Linked DNA regions of Pan troglodytes: region 1 is linked to region 2. The links are chromatin contacts, called in public Hi-C maps. All regions are on one chromosome and are shown on one strand. The core of a region is the stretch at or near the end of the contact, and the rest is flanking DNA. Distances in the headings are between cores, read along the strand shown.

Region 1 (4,591 bases), core at 150-2,649, 510 kb before region 2:
TTCCCGGAGCTGCTATAATACTTGAGAATCTTTAAAAACTACCACCAACTGTCTCAGGCAAAGTGGATTATTCTCAAAATTTTGCTAGAAAGCCACTGTGAATTTCATCTTTCCAAGCATCAAGCTGCAAACACCTCTGAAAAGACTGATGGCTTCCTCTTCATTTCCTTCTTCTGACTCTCCAGCAAATTTTTCTCATTGGCAAACTCTGACCCAGAACCACACAGGTAAGTGGCTTCTGAAAAATGTAATTCCCAGCCTTACAAAAAGTGGCAGTGGCGTCCTGGGCCCAAAAGTGAGAAAACAAACACCAGGCATGCTAAAAGGTCTGCATCTGATTGCTCTTCCATCTTTCCATTTCTTCTGTACCATGATCCATTTTGGTATATGAATCGAGAGAGATGATCACAAAACCAAATCCTTCTACAGATATCACAAGAAAAGTGTATCTGGATGCTTAATAAAAACAAAGTTAAATTACAATACATGAATAGTTGGGGAAGTGGGTAACAACAACAAGGAATACACATATAATTAAAAGATTTGCCTCAGCGACCCAAATAATTGCAAGTTACCTGGGGTTATAAAGTTTCCTTTTTCCTGCTATCTCATATTTTACCTCAGACATTTCATTTGACTTTCAGAAAACAAGTTATTTTAATTTGAACACGACCATCTTAAATCATATACATTTACAAAGGCTCATTTTTTTTCTTTTAAGTAGAAAGATTGAGCATTCCTAAGCCATATCTAACCTGTAAGATAAAGTAAGACGCAATCAGAATAAAAGTATTGCTACATATGCTAAGGACTCTTTAAGTATTAACATCCAATGTCAGAATTAAAGAGTTTTTAATTTATCATTTTATATTTACTAAAAGGTAGTTTTAATAGATTACTTAGGAGAACATAATATAAACCAAAAATAAAATTCAAAGCCTCCCAAACAATGGAAAGAACTCTTCTCGAGTAATTGAATTCCAAAGTAAACCTGAAACATTGGTTCAGGATATCATGGGAATGGATGGTCGGACATGCCCCATTATACCCTCATCCCTTTGGAATTCAGGCACAACCCATCAGCATTAACATCAAAACAGAGACCTTAAGAATAACAAAGCAGACTTTTTGTAGCAATAAGATAGCAACATGACAGATAACAGGCCCTGAAAGAAATTATTTTACCCTAAAATACATTTTTTGACATATTTTGAAATGTCCCTGCAAAGCTGTCTCTTTTGGGGAAAATCTGCATTCTGTAGAGAATCCCACCCCTTTCCAGGTCTTTTTCCTGATCCAGGAGAGAATAAACTAAGAGTTTGGCACCTTTTTAAGCCTGATAGGAAACATTTGCAATCTCTTCTCTCTGAAGCCTCCTACCTGGAAGCCTCATCTGCATAGTAAGAACCCCCTGGTCTCCACAACCCCTTATTTTAACCCAGACACTCCCTTCTGTTGATTCTGGGTCTTTAGATAAACCAATTGCCAATCAGAAAATTCTTGAATCCACCTATTATGTCTCCCTAAAACATATAAAACCCAGCTGTAGCCCAACATCCTTGGGCACATGTTCTCAGCATCTCCTGGGGCCATGTCACAGGCCATGATGACTCATTTTGCTCCGAATAAATATCTTCAAATATTTTACACAGTTTGACTCTTTTCATCAACAATAAGATGCTTCACTATGTTTTATGTTACCAGAAATTCAGAAATATAAATGCAAAATAAATGTTAACACTTAGTGTATACTTAAATTCTTCAGCTTTTGTGAAAATAAGAGTATTGTACAAATATTCTTCAGCTTTTGTGAAAATAGCATTGTAGATACAAACGAATACTTTTTAAACTTAGTAATTGGAATTAAAATACTATGAAAATAGATACATTTTTATATCAGTTTGACAACTTTGCTTAATATACAATTGTATGAGAAGAAAACAAATTCAGTTTCTTCCCAGTATATTCTCACAACACAACGATCAACACAGAAGGCTTCTGTGACATCTGGTCACCAAGAAGTTTGTGGGGGAGTTCTCCCCAATAACTAATCAATTCTGCAGCAAACACCAGCTGGATGTCCTCTTAATTCAATGCAGTTCTGACACTATCTACCTGTAGTAGCATCAGATGCCACAGGTTGAGGGCACTGTCCCCCAATTCCTCAGACTTACCCCTTCAGATGCCAATCACATGCCCGAGGTTGTTTTACCTGTGCTTCTGACTGGCCAGCTATAAATTAGAGTTCCCACTATCTCCTCCTCTCAGGCTTGATTAATTTGCTAGAACGGCTCACAGAACACAGTGAAACACATTTACTGCTTTATTATAAAGGATGTTACAAAGGACACAGGTGAAGAGATGTGTAGGGCAAAGCATGTGGGAAGGGGTGCAGAGGTTCTATGCCCTCTCCAGGAACCTCTGTGTATTCAGCTATCTGAAAGCTCATCTGAACGTTGTCCTTGGGCTTTTATGGTGACTTCATTACGTAGGCATGATTGATTGAATCATTATCCATTGGTGATTGACTTAACCTTCAGCCTCTCGCCTTCCCTGGAGGTTGGAGGGGCAGGGCTGAAATGCTTAAAGCTATCTTGGTCTTTCCTATGACCGGCCTCCTATGACCTGGCTATCCAGGAGTCCCCAGCCATTGGTCAACTCATTAGCATACAAAAAGACTCTTATCACTTTGGACATTATAAGGATTTTAGGAGTATATATTAGGAATGGGATGAAAACCAAATATATATTTCAAAATATCACAACCACATAGCAATTTTATCAATAGTCTTATTAAATTGATTTTCAATATAAACTTTTTATGGTTGAAAAGTAATAATTGCTTAAAGACTTTTTCTGAGATACCTAAACTAATGCAGTCATGCACCACATAATGAATGACGTTTCAGCTAATCACAAACTGTATATATGATGGTAGTCCCCTGAGACTATATTACCATATTTTTCTGTACCTTTTCCATGTTTAGATCTACAAATACTTACCATTGTGCTACAATTACCTACAGTATTTGAATACAGTAACATGTTGTAAAGATTTGTAGCCTAGGAGCAGTAGGCTGTACCATACAGCGCAGGTGTAGTAGGCTATACCACCTAAGTTTGTGTAAGTACATTCTACGAGGTTAGTACAAAGACACAATTGCCTAATGATGCATTTCTCAGAACATATACCCTTCATTAAGTGATGCATGAGTGTACATTAAATTTTTCATAAACATTTTTTAGATCTACATCAAGAATCGCAATAAAATTAAAATATTAATCAATACACTATCCATTTGTAATTGACTTAATGGACCTGTATAGGTTAATAATGAAGAAATGCTGTGGTTTACAAGTTTTATGTAAAATCGTCCTTATGAAAGCTAATAACTCATGGAAATGAAAGTGATGTTTAGAATATAATGTGAGTTTAGAAAAGCAAGTAATTTGATAAATTGATGGCAAGAGATTTAATTTTTGGCTTATGTCTTGGTGATATTTCACATCAATTAATTTAAACATACTTTATTCACAGTCTATTTGGAAAATACTTTGAAAATAATGAGTGTTTAAAAATTAAGCAAAAGTACTTGAAAATATGTAACTTTCAATATTTATCTTATAATTTTATTTATTTATTAGGAATAAGGTCTTGCTATGTTGCCCAGGCTAGAGTGTAGTGTCTATTCACACTGAATTCTTATAAAGAATTCAGACTATAGACTTTGCTTAGTTAATATATTTGACTGTTTTGTGTTTATTCATGCTAACATTGAAATGAAATACCCGATAGTATTTAAAATTTCAGGTTAAAACTGTTTGGGGATATTTGGAACCCATAATGACAATATAGACATATTGTATGTATTTTTTCAATTTTATAAAAAATCCATCACAATTATGTAATTTTTGATGGACTTATGTGCTACAGTTTAAACCAAGCATATTTATATTAATCAAATTAATATAAAATTTTGCCTTTGTGCCACTTAATAATTTGTTTATGACTTATAATATGCATGCCAGTTACTTCTAAAATGAGCTGCAGTGGCCTAAATATTAAACAACATGTCAAATAGGGGGAGAAATACAATACAGAAAACCTAAAAGAAGATATACTGTACAGTGTATCTAAAATGTTATTAACTGTAAATAAGAAATAAATAATAAACATTATAAGATTCTGTTCTTTTTAAAAGAGAAGAGTGGCTATTTGTTCACAGAAAGCAAAGTAGGGAATCTAAGTGGAGCTTGTTAATCAGTGTTTATATAGTAGCTATAGCACTGCAGCTGATGTTTCCTCAATCACCATTTGCAAAAGATACTGGAAATATCAACTCAATTCTTGTTTGTAGAAAAAAAAGTCTGGCAAAATTCCTAAAGATTGCATAAGTCAGGTGGTTGCAGTTGTCTGTACCTGTAATCTCAGCTACTTGGGAGGCTGAGGCAAGAGGATCACTTGAGCCTAGGAGTTGAAAGTCTGTATTGAGTGAGTATTCTACCTGTGAATACTGATGAATCGCTACTGCATTCTAGCCTGGGCAACGTAGACCCCATCTCTTAAAAAAATTGCTTAAGTCTTAATACA
Region 2 (4,090 bases), core at 287-2,786:
TGTTTTTCACGAGTGAAGAAATAGTAAGCCACACTAGCTTATCTCTCCTAATCACAGACTCACAGCGCTAGGGCTCTCTGAGCTTTTAATTCCTTCTTAGAGGCCTAACAGAGTGGAAAGTAAACAAAGACCAAATTTGCAACCTTCAACGTAGCTAATTTCCTCTGATGTCAGAATACTTAAACAGGCAGGACCTGGGAATTATTTGATCAAACCCGCTTTTAATCTAATGCATGCAGAAGGGCTGTGTCTGGAAGGCTTTGCAAAATGACAGGGGTCCCAAGGGAGCCTTATGGAAGGTTTCCTCTTTCAGAAAGAGTAGCTTCCTCATCTTAAACTCTAGGGTAGCTATGTTGGAGTAAATTCATAAAAAGTAGTTTTCCTGCTTTTAAAATTTTATTTTATTTGGCTGAAAATTGCTGATGGGATAATAGTTTTCTTTGGCTTTCCGTTTGCCGAATTTTTAATGGTTAAATGCCTACTATTTTAGCTTTACTGTGAAATGAATTAATAATAAAAGATATTATTATTAGCTAAAGGGAGAAGGAGAAAGGGGAAAGCATTATCTGACTTCACACACATTCTTCTATTACTACTGGTAGAAGAAAGTGAAAACACAAAGGACAAAAGATGCAAACACATGCAGTTCCTTATTTAGATTGTGACAGGCATTTTGCTACAGTAAGAGTTAAGAAAAATTGATGTCAGGGAAATTTTAAATGAAGAATTTACTAATTCCAAGATATCCAGACAGCATTACTGACTCAGTTTGGCCTTCAATTTGACTCACAACTATCAGAATACTTAGAAGTAGCATATTTTTGAGAGAAAGAAGTAGATGAAGGGACAGAACTCTATACCTGAAATATAATTTTAATTTTAAGGGTTTTTTTTTTTTGTACAATTGTATTTATGTAATTAGGTAGCATTGCAAATACTCATTAATACTAATTCAGTTTTAAAGGCTATTAAAAGGCAATTTAATTTGTCACAGAGCATCAATATTGCTCATATTTTTATTGATAATAGATTAAGTTAAAAACAACATTTAAAGAAGTGTTTAAGTGCATTTTGACAAGTAAACATTTCTGCTCTCGTGTTTTCACACCTGATCTCAAATACTGCTCCCCACACAAAGTAATTCAGAAGCCATGGCTTAAAAATAGATAATAAACACTGATGCTTTGTGTAAATACGTACTAAGAATAGCATGCCACTAGATCTAGCATTTGACTCCTTGGATGACAGTGAATATCAATGCCTGCTGTTTGTCATTCTGAAATCTGCCGGGTGATGATTCTTTTTATTGGTGCATCCTTCCAAACATATTTCATCGCACCATGTGCACAGGAGTTCTTTAGGCGGGTATGTCGGAGCTGGGTGTCGCCTGGCTGGCCCCTCTCCCCTTTGCTCGCCCCCTTTCTCGCCCTCGCGCTCTCGCCTCCCTCTGCCTCCAGCCCCCTCTGCTCCTTTGGGCTCACGCCCCCCTCCTCCCCCTCCAGCTGGCGGGGGTTGCGCTGCCTCCCAGACCTAGCAGACCTGCTCAGTCAGCTGGGGCCCCCTGAGGACAGTTGCCTCCGGAGCCGCCGGGACCTGCCATTCTGCGAGGAATGGCAGCGGCAGCAGCATCCCCGCCAGAGGCGGCGGCGGCGGCGGCAGCGGCCACGGCCACCACCGCGGACGCTATTGTTCCCTGGTGTTAGACGCGCTCTCCCTCCTTCTCATCTGAAGCGAACAATAGCAGGAAAGAGCTTTGCTTTCTGTACTCTTCGAAAAGACGTTCCAAGAGCGGAGAAAAATTCCCTGCCGAGCGTGCTACGGCTCTGGACCCTGGAGTGGCTGCAGGCGGCATGGGGCTGCAAGCCAGGCGCTGGGCGTCCGGGAGCCGGGGCGCTGCGGGGCCGCGCCGGGGCGTCCTGCAGCTGCTGCCGCTGCCGCTGCTCCTGCTGCTGCTGCTACGCCCGGGCGCCGGCAGGGCTGCGGCGCAGGGCGAGGCGGAGGCGCCCACCCTCTATCTGTGGAAGACTGGTAAGTGGGACGGAGTTACCCTTTCCCCATCTTCACATCTGGGGCCACATTAAGGAGCTGGTGGGCTTCTGTAGGGACCCCGGTGCTTTTGGATGGCTTGGTTATGCTGGTATCCTAAGGTAAAAAGTATGATTTCTTAGGAAGCAAATAGGTCATGTCCGATGCAATTCGGAAAGAAAAGCATAACAACTAAGAGGCAACAGTGAGTAGCTGGAATATTTCTCTCGCAGCTCTGTAATGAGGGCAACGCGCACTTCCATAATGAAGTGCATTATTTTTAACCCCTGGATTTTCATTCTACTAGGAGTTTCTCAAACAGATTTCTAGCAAAGAACAAGCAAAGAGTTTAGTCTCAGTCTTTATTCTTCAGGCAAAGCAATATGCTCACTGTCATGACATTTGTGGATATAGAGTTGAATTTGTTAACTTTAGCTTTGTGATATGTGGGACACCTCAGAAACAAGCCAAGTGAGGGCGGTTCCGACAATTAAAGGCAAATGGGGCTCCAGTGAGCCTTCAGGAAAGACTGAAAACTCAATTATTAACTAGCGAGTCGGAGGATTTTTAAAGTGTACAACTTTTAGGATGTCTGGGTTCAAACTTTCTCTTCCTTCCTTGAGAATTGTTTTGCTTTGTTTTTCAACCACCCAACAAAAGCAGCTACTAACTGCCCATCATTACCCACTGGCAAAATGCTTGGAGTTTCTGGCGGGGGCTGTGACAGGCAGGAAAACAATACGGAGTGAGGAATTACCAGCCCCTTTTCTGCGGGCTCGCTTTCTCTCTGCATTAGAAAAACATTGAGAATTCCTTAGCGGACCTGAAACTTCACATGTTCATAGGAATAAAATGGGAAAAGATTATTCCTGTTGCTTAGAGCTAGGGGGTAATTTAAGAATAACTTGGTCATGCCAAACATTAAGAGAATGTTGTAGTTGAAAGGGAAAGTATGTATTCGTCATGGGGTTGCAAACAAGTTTCAGGGAGTGGGTGTCTTTTCCTGCTTCAGCCCATCTCTGCACCACTACTGAAGAGACAGCTCAATCTACTCTACAATTGCATCACTATCGATATCTGGAATTTTTAAAGAAGTTGCAGCTATCCAGAAATTTAGTGAGGAGATTAAACAGAAATTTATTTAAGGTCAAAGTACACAATTTGTCTTAGAAGATTACATGAAACATATACACATTTTAAAAAGCAAGATTATTCTTGCTAACACCTTAAGTTTGAAGATCAGTTGAGTAATGAATTCAAATGAAATAAAATTAATTTATTTCAATTTGAAACAAAGATTTGAAGATCTCTAATTTAGCGTAAGCTAGGGTTTTACTTGTTAAAGGCACATTCATAATGACAAACATTAATCAAATTATAATTTACCATTAAATGGTATCATATGGATGCTTGGGGAGAGCTTCTTAGGTAAGTCAGTGTAGGATGAAATAGTAATTGCCTAGTTGAAATTTATACTAGCAAAGTAACAAGAGCCAAGCAATAATTCAGATGGAAAAGAGCCCAGCCAACATTCACTGTACAGCATCTGAGGTGTCAATATATGTCATCATAAATGTCATGGTAGGAACACAAGCCAATAAACAGTTTAAAATAGTGGGAAGCTCTCAGAAACAATGATATGGAGACCTTGATTCCAGTGCCAGTCCTAGCTCTTGCTAGCTATAGGAATTTTGGCAGTTCACTTAACTTTTGACCCTTAGTTTTCTCAACTGCATGTAAATGTGATGACACCTTCTTCTGCCTATCTGCAGTGTGTGAAAATCACATGAGTTATGAGAAAGTGATTGGTAAACTTCAAAGCTGTATGCAAATGTAAGCTAGTATGATGAGGATGTTAAAGATATTTCTTGAATGGTGATCCTTGGTTTGGTAAAAAAAAAAAATAGTTCATTCAATTGGAAAGCAAAATAATGACTTCTTTATTATTTTTTTTACCAAAGGGAAAGGAGACTTTAATATATCTGTAAAGGAGTTCAACGTAGTTCTCAAAAGAAGTAGAGAATATTTAAAGAAAAAAGATACACCATAAATGAAAATTTAGAAG

The links. Hi-C and Micro-C count contacts between places; a contact is called where the count stands out from the background.
Region 1: a Hi-C map of induced pluripotent stem cells shows a contact between it and region 2, with 2.4 times the contacts expected there. The contact joins the enhancer-like site here to the promoter of THSD7A in region 2. A contact is called at or near these places in 2 of 7 Hi-C or Micro-C datasets (induced pluripotent stem cells and stem cell-derived neural progenitor cells) and 1 of 1 datasets of contacts at active chromatin or transcription factors (stem cell-derived excitatory neurons).

What each region holds. Positions count from the first base shown.
Region 1 is chr6:18,153,474-18,158,064 of NHGRI_mPanTro3-v2.0_pri, reverse strand. No RefSeq gene overlaps it. Among named protein-coding and RNA genes, the nearest start is that of VWDE, 80 kb to the left of the region's middle. Within about 2 kb of position 1,399, at least 2 of the 24 cell types and tissues checked have an H3K27ac peak or open chromatin away from gene starts, as enhancers often do. A contact at or near this core is called in induced pluripotent stem cells, where this site is marked.
Region 2 is chr6:17,639,143-17,643,232 of NHGRI_mPanTro3-v2.0_pri, reverse strand. THSD7A (thrombospondin type 1 domain containing 7A) reads left to right here and starts at 1,536. Exons shown (of 28, transcript XM_527669.7): 1 at 1,536-2,028. The coding sequence starts at 1,851.